2 separate regions of the Mus musculus genome follow, and region 1 is linked to region 2. Evidence: chromatin contacts called from public HiChIP or PLAC-seq data. All regions are on one chromosome and are shown on one strand. The core of a region is the stretch at or near the end of the contact, and the rest is flanking DNA. Distances in the headings are between cores, read along the strand shown. Region 1 holds the start of 9230112J17Rik (RIKEN cDNA 9230112J17 gene). Region 2 overlaps Thsd4 (thrombospondin, type I, domain containing 4).

What was found. HiChIP or PLAC-seq counts read pairs in DNA pulled down with a chosen protein or histone mark.
Region 1: a contact with region 2 is called in an HNF4G HiChIP or PLAC-seq map of pancreatic cancer cells. The contact joins the promoter of 9230112J17Rik here to the enhancer-like site in region 2. A contact is called at or near these places in 1 of 39 promoter capture datasets (the 3T3-L1 cell line), 2 of 115 datasets of contacts at active chromatin or transcription factors (embryonic stem cells and pancreatic cancer cells) and 1 of 9 other capture datasets (adipose tissue).

Annotation. Positions count from the first base shown.
Region 1 is chr9:60,544,522-60,548,729 of GRCm38.p6, forward strand. 9230112J17Rik (RIKEN cDNA 9230112J17 gene) reads right to left here and starts at 1,361. Exons shown (of 4, transcript NR_040464.1): 1 at 1,205-1,361. It also overlaps the pseudogene Gm17853.
Region 2 is chr9:60,502,474-60,506,549 of GRCm38.p6, forward strand. All of the region lies in intron 1 of Thsd4 (thrombospondin, type I, domain containing 4), which reads right to left. Among named protein-coding and RNA genes, the nearest start is that of Thsd4, 6.5 kb to the right of the region's middle. Within about 2 kb of position 2,313, at least 50 of the 459 cell types and tissues checked have an H3K27ac peak or open chromatin away from gene starts, as enhancers often do. A contact at or near this core is called in adipose tissue and pancreatic cancer cells, where this site is marked.

The sequences.
Region 1 (4,208 bases), core at 111-2,610, 41 kb after region 2:
ATGTTTACCACAGAACTGTAACTCTAGTTCAACAACTGAAACAATGATTATTTTGATGACTGTATTAAATGTTCAAGTCTTCGTGGACACTTGGTTAGCATGTGCACATCTCTGTTTTGCCATCTTCATCCCTCCCTCAACCCCATGGAAGGATAAAGGCGAGGAGAATGAGGTGGACCATGGCTAGCCACAAAAGACAAGTTCCAGAAAGTTCCGGTCACAATGGGCTCCCAGTGAAGGGCTTCACACCCTGGGCTGTGTCCAGGTGACTGCCTGACCCCTAGCTCCTTCTGTCATAAATTTTGTGTCAGGGCTTCACAAATAGCAGAAACGACCAGCAGCCTGCTCAGTAGACTAATTCTGATGTTAGCATAACCACATGCCCTGTTTGTTCAATGCAATCATGCTCTTCAGATGATCTCCCAGGCTCCTTACCAACTATGGCTCCCTGTCACACTTGAATGTGCTGCAGTTTGGGAACAAATTAAATGATCTTCACTTTTAAGGCCCAACACCTTCATCTATCTCTTTCTTCCTTTGTTCTCTTCCATGGAGATTCCCCACCACCATCACCCCACCCCACCCCCAGCTTAAAACTCCTTCATTTGGAAGAAAACGCTAAGATCTCGTCCCTACATTCATAGTACCCACAGAAATGACATGTGACGATCCTTTCTGTTTACCCACCCCCAAACCCAGAAAACTGTCACCTGAATGCTCATCAAACCTGGTCCCGGTGCTAAAGAAAGGCAGAAAGTATTTGTTAATGTTTATTTGGAAAATAAAAAGGCATTTGTACATGTTGCCAGGGTTCCTCTGGAAAGTATCCAGGAACCGTTCAAGAAACTCCATTTCCGGGCGTGTTTCTTTAAGGCAACATGGTGGGGCTCAGAAGGGGTGCATAGGGCACCGCCATTGGCTGTGGGTCTTGCTATGTGGATCTACCATTAAAGGATTGCAAAGGAAGGAGTTGAGAGGAAAGAGGGCATGGACTTCCGCGTGCTCCTCTGCCCTCAGAAGCCTTATCAGGTAACTCACAGGCTTCCCTGCTTCCGGGGTGTGGGCGTGGGTAAACAGTGTTCTGCAGGGAAAGGGGGTGTGTTCTGGGATTGGGGAGTAAACCTGTATTTCTGGTGACTCTGGAGCTCCTATTTGAGGCTATTTTGCCCCTAGGAACTTGCCTGGGAGCTCAGAGGGTTCTTACCTTCTTCAGGAGCTGGAGAAGAAGCAAGACCACCTGGGGCTGACATCACGGGGGACCGGCAGTGTACAGCAACAGGTCAGCAGCTGTAGTCAAGACATTCCAGCCTCTGCAGACGGCCAGCTCCTCTGGAGTCACTACTGGTGGTTATTTCTAATCCATCCCTGCGAGAAGAGAAGCAAAGATCCCTGGGAAATTGCTGAATCATGTGCCTAGCACTGTTCAAGCTGCATCTATCTGAGTATGAAATATGAGCCCGGCTACGCTTAAAAATTATCTTAGATCATTTAAAATTTGATAGATGTTAACAATAGAAAAAGAGTCTTAATTCTGGCTGAACTTCCATTCAGAGGGAGGCTCTGCCAGGTGTTTGATGAAGAAGAACTGACCTAGTTCTTACATAGACCTTCCTGGCTAACAGAGACTCGCATGGAATCCTTATGGTCAGGTGGCCAGGTGCTTCTCATGCTCAGATGAGCCTCATTTTCACATCCACCCCCCCCCCCCACACACACACACACTGCACATGTTGACCGCAGAGAGACTAGGGGCACTTGATAAGGCGCTGGAAAGGCTGTACCTTGTAGTATTCTGAGATATAATCTAGTCTATGTCTAGAGGGAAGCTGGCTTCCTCTTCCCTTATGACTACTGGGTATATCCAGGTCAGCTGGTAGGGCAGATAAGGAAGGTGTCTGTCTGGGTCAAATCCTGAGATAAGACCTTCAGTAGATAAAGTTTACATAGGTGTCTGTATAGAACACAGCTCTCACCTCAAAGGAAACAAGGTGGGGTAAATTCTGAAGCCAAATGTGAGTGATAGTGACTGAGAAACTAAATCAGATTATTTCAGTGCCATGGTCCAATGTGGTGACAAAATAATTAAGTATTTACAGGAACAGGACAAAGAATGTCATGAAAAAAAAAGTCATGAAAAATGTCATAGATGGGTTACAGAAAAGCAGGGGAGTGTCTGTAATGGGTCTCGGATGCTCTTGGATGAATCCTAGCCTTTGGGTTGGTGGGAGATAGAGGTCTGCTTGTACATCTCCTAGAGCCCCAGAAAAAGATTTACCTAAGGCAAAGGGTGTTAGGAAAACACAGAGGCGGGTCACGCGTGGATTTAAGGAGTCTAACAATAGCTAAGATCCTTTGGGTACAAACCTACTATGTTCTGGCTCTCCTCAGTCAGGAATTCAACCAATCAACCTTGGAGAACTCCGTTCACGAGGGCCCGAGAGACTGCGGAGGTGAAATGATTATTAAAAGTCCTTCCCTGGGAGAGACGTAAACAGCATCTGCCCCTCCTCCTGAGGTCCTGACAACAAACCAAGATACAGTTCACCAAAGTTCCCCAGGGGAACCCAAGAGTATTAACCCATGAGAGGGTTATGGGCAGGTCTCACTGGAAGGTCTGTGGCACCCAGCTGTGAGGACAGGTTCCCCGTGACTACATAGATGGAGCCCTGCCCCCTCGTCCTTCCCCACCTGTATTCTCTAGTCCAGTGGTTCTCAATCTGTGGGTCTTGATTCCTTTGAAGGCCAAATGGCCCTTCACCGGGGTCAATCCTGCATATCAGATATTTACATTATGATTCATAACAGTAAAATCACAGTTATGAAGTAGCAATAAAAATAACTTTATGGCAGGGGGGCGGTGTCACCACAACACAAGGAGATGCAACATAAGAAAGGTTGAGGACCACTGATCTAGTCCCTCCCACTTCTACCTTGAAGCCATAAGCAATAGGGCAGATTTTCGGGTAACTGGTTGCCCAGGGTGGCTGAATACGCAGGTAAGGGTTCCATGATCCCCTGCCTGCCTTCCCACCTTCGGTGAGGGAAGGAGAACAGACAACAGGTCCAGCTGTGTCAGCTGTGACCTTTCGCCAGCAGGCACAGCAGAACTCTTGAAGATGGTAGCAGTTTGACTCTGGGGGAGAGTGCTGATCTGTAGAAGGACGGTTGACAAAGAGTATGTTGAGGGGTAGTTAGGGCGGTGGGCACCTGAGGACCCTCTAGCACGCTGTGAGATGTACCTCAGCTTTGGCTGTTGAGGGAGGGGCTACCCACTACCTCCAGCCTCTCACCGGGAGAAAGCCTTCTTAGAGTGTTCACTCGCTGGTGCTTTAGCTTGCGGAAGTGTCTTCAGGTGACTTCTGGAGCAGGCTAAGGGATGCTTTCCCTTCCAGGCCGCAAGAGAAAAGTAAAGCTTAGGAATAATGACTGTAGGAAAAGCGTGTGGAGTTGGCCCAACTTCACAGCCTAGATGGGAACCATTAGATGAACCAGCTTCCGGGCTGGAGCACGGTTTCGTCTACTTTATCCGTAGGTAGATAAAGTGTTTGCTGGGCTTGAAGTCCTGAGTTTATCCTCAGCACCTATGTAAAAAATAAGCCAGGCAAGGTCCAGGTCCAGGGAAAGACCCTGTGTTGAAAATTAAGGTAGAGATGATGCTATTTTCAGGTTCGGAATGCCATGCCCAGGCCATCTCCCCAGCAGGCTGCTCACCTTTCCCAGGATCGCCCCCTACAGGTCAGAAGTCATTTTTTCCATCCCAGTCAGTAGCCATATCCCACCAGCAATCTCAGTGGCAATTACCAGGAGCTAGAAACTGGGCTGCACTTGGAGGTTATCCAGCTCCAGGCTAACCATGCAGCCAGGGGGAGCTGCCGCCTATCCGGCAGCACAAGGAACTGGTGCCCCACCTGGTGGTGGAGCAGGCTTTTATGCCTATGTCTTATGGTGATGGAGCAGGCCAAGCCCCAGGACAGGTGGCTTTCCTGAAGGACAGATACCTTCTCAGTAATCCTGGGGGACTACTTATCCTACTTACCCTAAGCAGTCCACTGCAATGACCCAGGTCACCCAGGGGACAATGTGGCCAGCCACCAACTCCAATTCTATGAAAGATGCAGAAATTCTCCACAAAGCAGCAGAGCAGGTTGGGACAGACAAGCAGGCAATTGTGGATGGTGTGTTCAATTGTTTCAATGGTCAGAGGCAGC
Region 2 (4,076 bases), core at 1,063-3,562:
CAGGGTCAAGGATTTTAGAAGGAGCCTGGCCATGTCCCAGCCACCCGTGTCTCCAAATATAGGGTAGCTGACGAAGACTGAAAACCATCTCTCACTAAGCACCTGATTTGGGGCGCAATGTGCTATCCAACCCATAAACAAACTGGGAAAGCAACATCTGGATAAGGGACGAGGCCTGGGGGAAAGGGCTGAAAATGATGAAAGCTTCCAGAGTTGTCATGGAGCTTAATATGTTTGGAATGGATGAACCTTGCCCTATAGAGAGGATGGGAAAATGGCAGAGGGCTGAGGACTGAGGGTCCAGTTGCGCCTGTGGCAAGCCACAAAGTAAAGACCAAGCTCTAGAGCTACTGGGAAGAGATGATACTGTTCCTTGAGGAGACATGGGTGTCCCCATACCCCAACAAAGAAACCACTATGGGTAGGAGGAAGCTTTGGCCGGAGAAGGGGAAAAGCTGCTAGAAATAATGCCCAAAAGCAGGAGGCAGAAAACGAGGCTTTGTTTCTTCAAGGGAGCCCTGCTTAAACAGAACAGGCTACCCTGAGCAGGCAGAAGAAGGCATAGCATTCTAGGCTGTCCAACCGGCAGCCCGCCGGCTACATGCAGCCAAGCACAGTTACAAATGCAGCCTAACACTCAATTATACATTTCTTTAAAACATTATAAGGATTCTTTGATTGATTGATTGATTGATTGATTGGAACTAGAGTTGCATCGTTCTCAATAGTGAACTTTGTAGACAACAACGTCCTACTGCAATGTCAAAAGGCTGGGCATGGCAGCAACAGTTAGCATTAACTGTTAACTAATAAAATAATGTGCAAACATGCCAGCTGAGAGGGAGGGGCACAGCCTCGAACCTTAAGAGAAGGAACTCTTGTCTTTGAACAGGTATCAGACACCATCTGCCTACACTTGCTCCTAGAGAGTTAGGAAGGTCTCTAAAGGCAACAGATAGATATAGATACAGTCTCTAAAGGCAAGAGACTGTAATTACCGTTATAAACACCAGCATCCAGATACACTGCCTGGGAGAAGGCAGGGAGCAAGAAAAAGCTGGCTGGATGGATGGACGAGTGGCTGAATGATAAACATGATGTTCTTCTCTTACTGGGATGTGCACACATGTAGAAACCAGAGGTCTGTGTCAAATGTCTTCCTTAATTGCTAGCCACCTTATTTTTATCCCTTTTTTTCATGTTTCGTGTGTGTTGTTGTTGTCATTGTTGTTGTTGTTGTTCTCTTCTTCTTCTTCTTCTTCTTCTTCTTCTTCTTCTTCTTCTTCTTCTTCCTCTTCCTCTTCCTCCTCCTCCTCCTCCTCTTCCTCCTCCTCTACATCTTTATGCACAGGCATAGATAAGTGGAATCATGTTTGATCAGTTTCCCTTTTCACTGGGGCAGGGACTCTCTATCAAACGCAGAGCTTTCCAATATGACTAGTCTTGCTAGCCAGCTTGCTCTGGAGAACCCAGCTCTGCCTCCAAAGGCTGGAATTACAAGCAGATACCACACCCCCTTGTTGTTTCACATGGGTTTCTATGGACCCAAATTCCCATCTTCTGGCCTGTATGTCTAGTATTTAACAGCCAAGCAAGCCATCTATCTGTCCAGCCCTTCACCTCATTTTTTGAGATAAGACCTGCCACTGAGCTTTGCCGCTGTCCTGTTTGGCGACATTGGCTGGCCAGCAAGCTCCGGGAATCCACCTGTCTCCACCTCAGCAGTGCTGGGATTACAGATCCCTCATCTGTCTTTTTCTGTGAGTGCCGGGGAACTGAACTCGCGTCTTCGTTCTTGCCAGCTCCCCAGCCAGAGCTTTACACAGCAGAGGGCAGGACTCTCTCCTTTCTCTGGAGATGCTGCCACGCATGTTCAGCAGATATTCACAGAGAGGCCTGGGAGTAGGCAGACAGACTAACCACTGCAGATACAGACAGACGCTGCTGCCTCTGTAGAGGCTCTGACCTCTCAAATCTTCTCCAGGCAGTCAGGAACCCACACAGCCCTTTCAGGAAATCCAGCCCCAGGCCACAGGGTGTCCACTGAAACTGACCTTGGGGCCTCCCCTGACCTTGTCACATCCCCAGCTTCTTCTCCCCTGGATGGAGGACAGCCAGAGGAATGTTCCCCGACCAATTTGTCCTTGGCTGATGGTCTTTCCTCCCACCGTGTCACGTCATAGGGCCCAGCCCTTTTTTTTCCTCTTGTCACTCAGCCACAAAACTCATTTCTTCCCATGGATCCCCCATACTGCAGAACGACTAGCTCACCCTGAGCAACGAGGAAACACACAGAATGTGAGTCAGGAAAAAAATGTGGCAATACATTCAAACACTCTGGCTCCTAGCAAGTAAAGCTCGCCACCGGCTTTGTTCTCCATCAAGGGAAAGCACCCTGGCAGCTCCTTCCTCACCTGGAGAAAGTTGGTGACCGCACAGACAGCATCACCTTCACGGTCATTAACACTGCTGTGGATTTATGTTTGTTTTCAACCCTAAAAGGAAAAAGTGTCTCCCAGGTAACTAGGGAAAATATTCAAGTGTCGAAATAATCAGGCAGGAAGGCAGGCAGGATGTTTCAAATGCATGAGCCATGTGTGCCGGCCTCTGGAGCATTGCCTTGTTCAGCGTCAGAAGACGTATCAGATCAAAGGGGAGGGACTTTCTCCTCTGGCTTCATCATCTGCCTGACCACAGAAGTCCATCAGCTTTGTGACATTGTTTCAGTCTAAATCTCATAAAAGGAACTCCAGTTCAGCTGCTGTCACAGTGTATTGTTACCATTAAGACTTCCTCCTCTTTTCTGAGTTGGTGCTTGGCACAGCGCTCATGCACAGCAGGTACCCATTTGGGTGACATCCAAGGCTAGCACTCTACCTCACCAGGAGGGTCTTCTCTTCAAGGTAGGCTGCCAGCAGGGGATCTGAACAGCAGTGGTGGTCTGTAGTAGCAAACACTACATGTTTCTAAGTGCTTCAGAGATGTGTAGTTCTAAAGCCCTGAACACCCAGGAAATAGTTGGGTCACAGGTAACCCTCCCTAGGATTCAGACACCTAGAGGCTGACGAATCCAGCTGTTCCCCCAAATCAGTTACAACTTCTCCAAGAATCCTCTTCCATGAACAGACTATACTGCCTGGCTTGGGGCTATCAAAGGAAAAAGAGCAGACTGCTTCTGCCCAGCTCTGCATGGGACCTGCAACTTTTCCAACGGGCTGTCCTGAGCTTCAACAGTGAGCTATACCATTCCTAACACCTACGTTAGGACGATCTGGCCAAAAGCAAGGTAACCCTGGGACAAGGAGAGTGTCAGCTCAGACCATCTTCCCCTTCTTCTGACTTAGGGTCTTAGCCTGCCTTTTCTTCATTAGAATCTATGTCCCATTACCTATAATGCCTTTGTCATTCTGCAGAGCATCTGTGTCCATACACACACACACACACACACACACACACACACACACACACACACCCCAGGGAAGGAGGGTTCACGTATGTGTTAACAATACAAGAACAAATTCCTAGAGAGCAAGTGACATGACATGCTCACTCACAAGTGGACCTGGTGAAACTTCAGAGCTGAGTTATGGATAACATGGTTTTTCTATTAGAAAAAAAAACCCATGTATACAAAATTATGCATGTTCCTGGGTACCAATCCCTATCCCCATTAAAAAAAAAAAAAAGCACATTAAGAAAAGCCAAAAACCTATAGAAAAAAAATGTAAATAGAAGAGTGCTAATTATTTACTGTCTCATAATCTAATGTCAAACGGCTCTGAAGCCTCCCCCGGCACTCAGCATCAACTGTACATTCCCCAAAGGCCTGATGGCCAACATTCTCCGCTGCACAGCACCCAGGCTGCAGCTGGGCTCCAGCCAGGGGAGGTGTAAGCTGTGCTCTGCCCAACTCACTGCCTGCCAGCTCTGGTCTTGAGTCTAGGATCTTTCCCCAGTTCCCTGCACGCCTGCTCGTGAGCATGAGCCATAAATTAGCTGGGTCCACTTTCTGCCCTTGGTACTTCCAAGTGTCAGGGGGATGAATTTGCCTTTTCCTGCTCTGCCCTGAGGCCTAC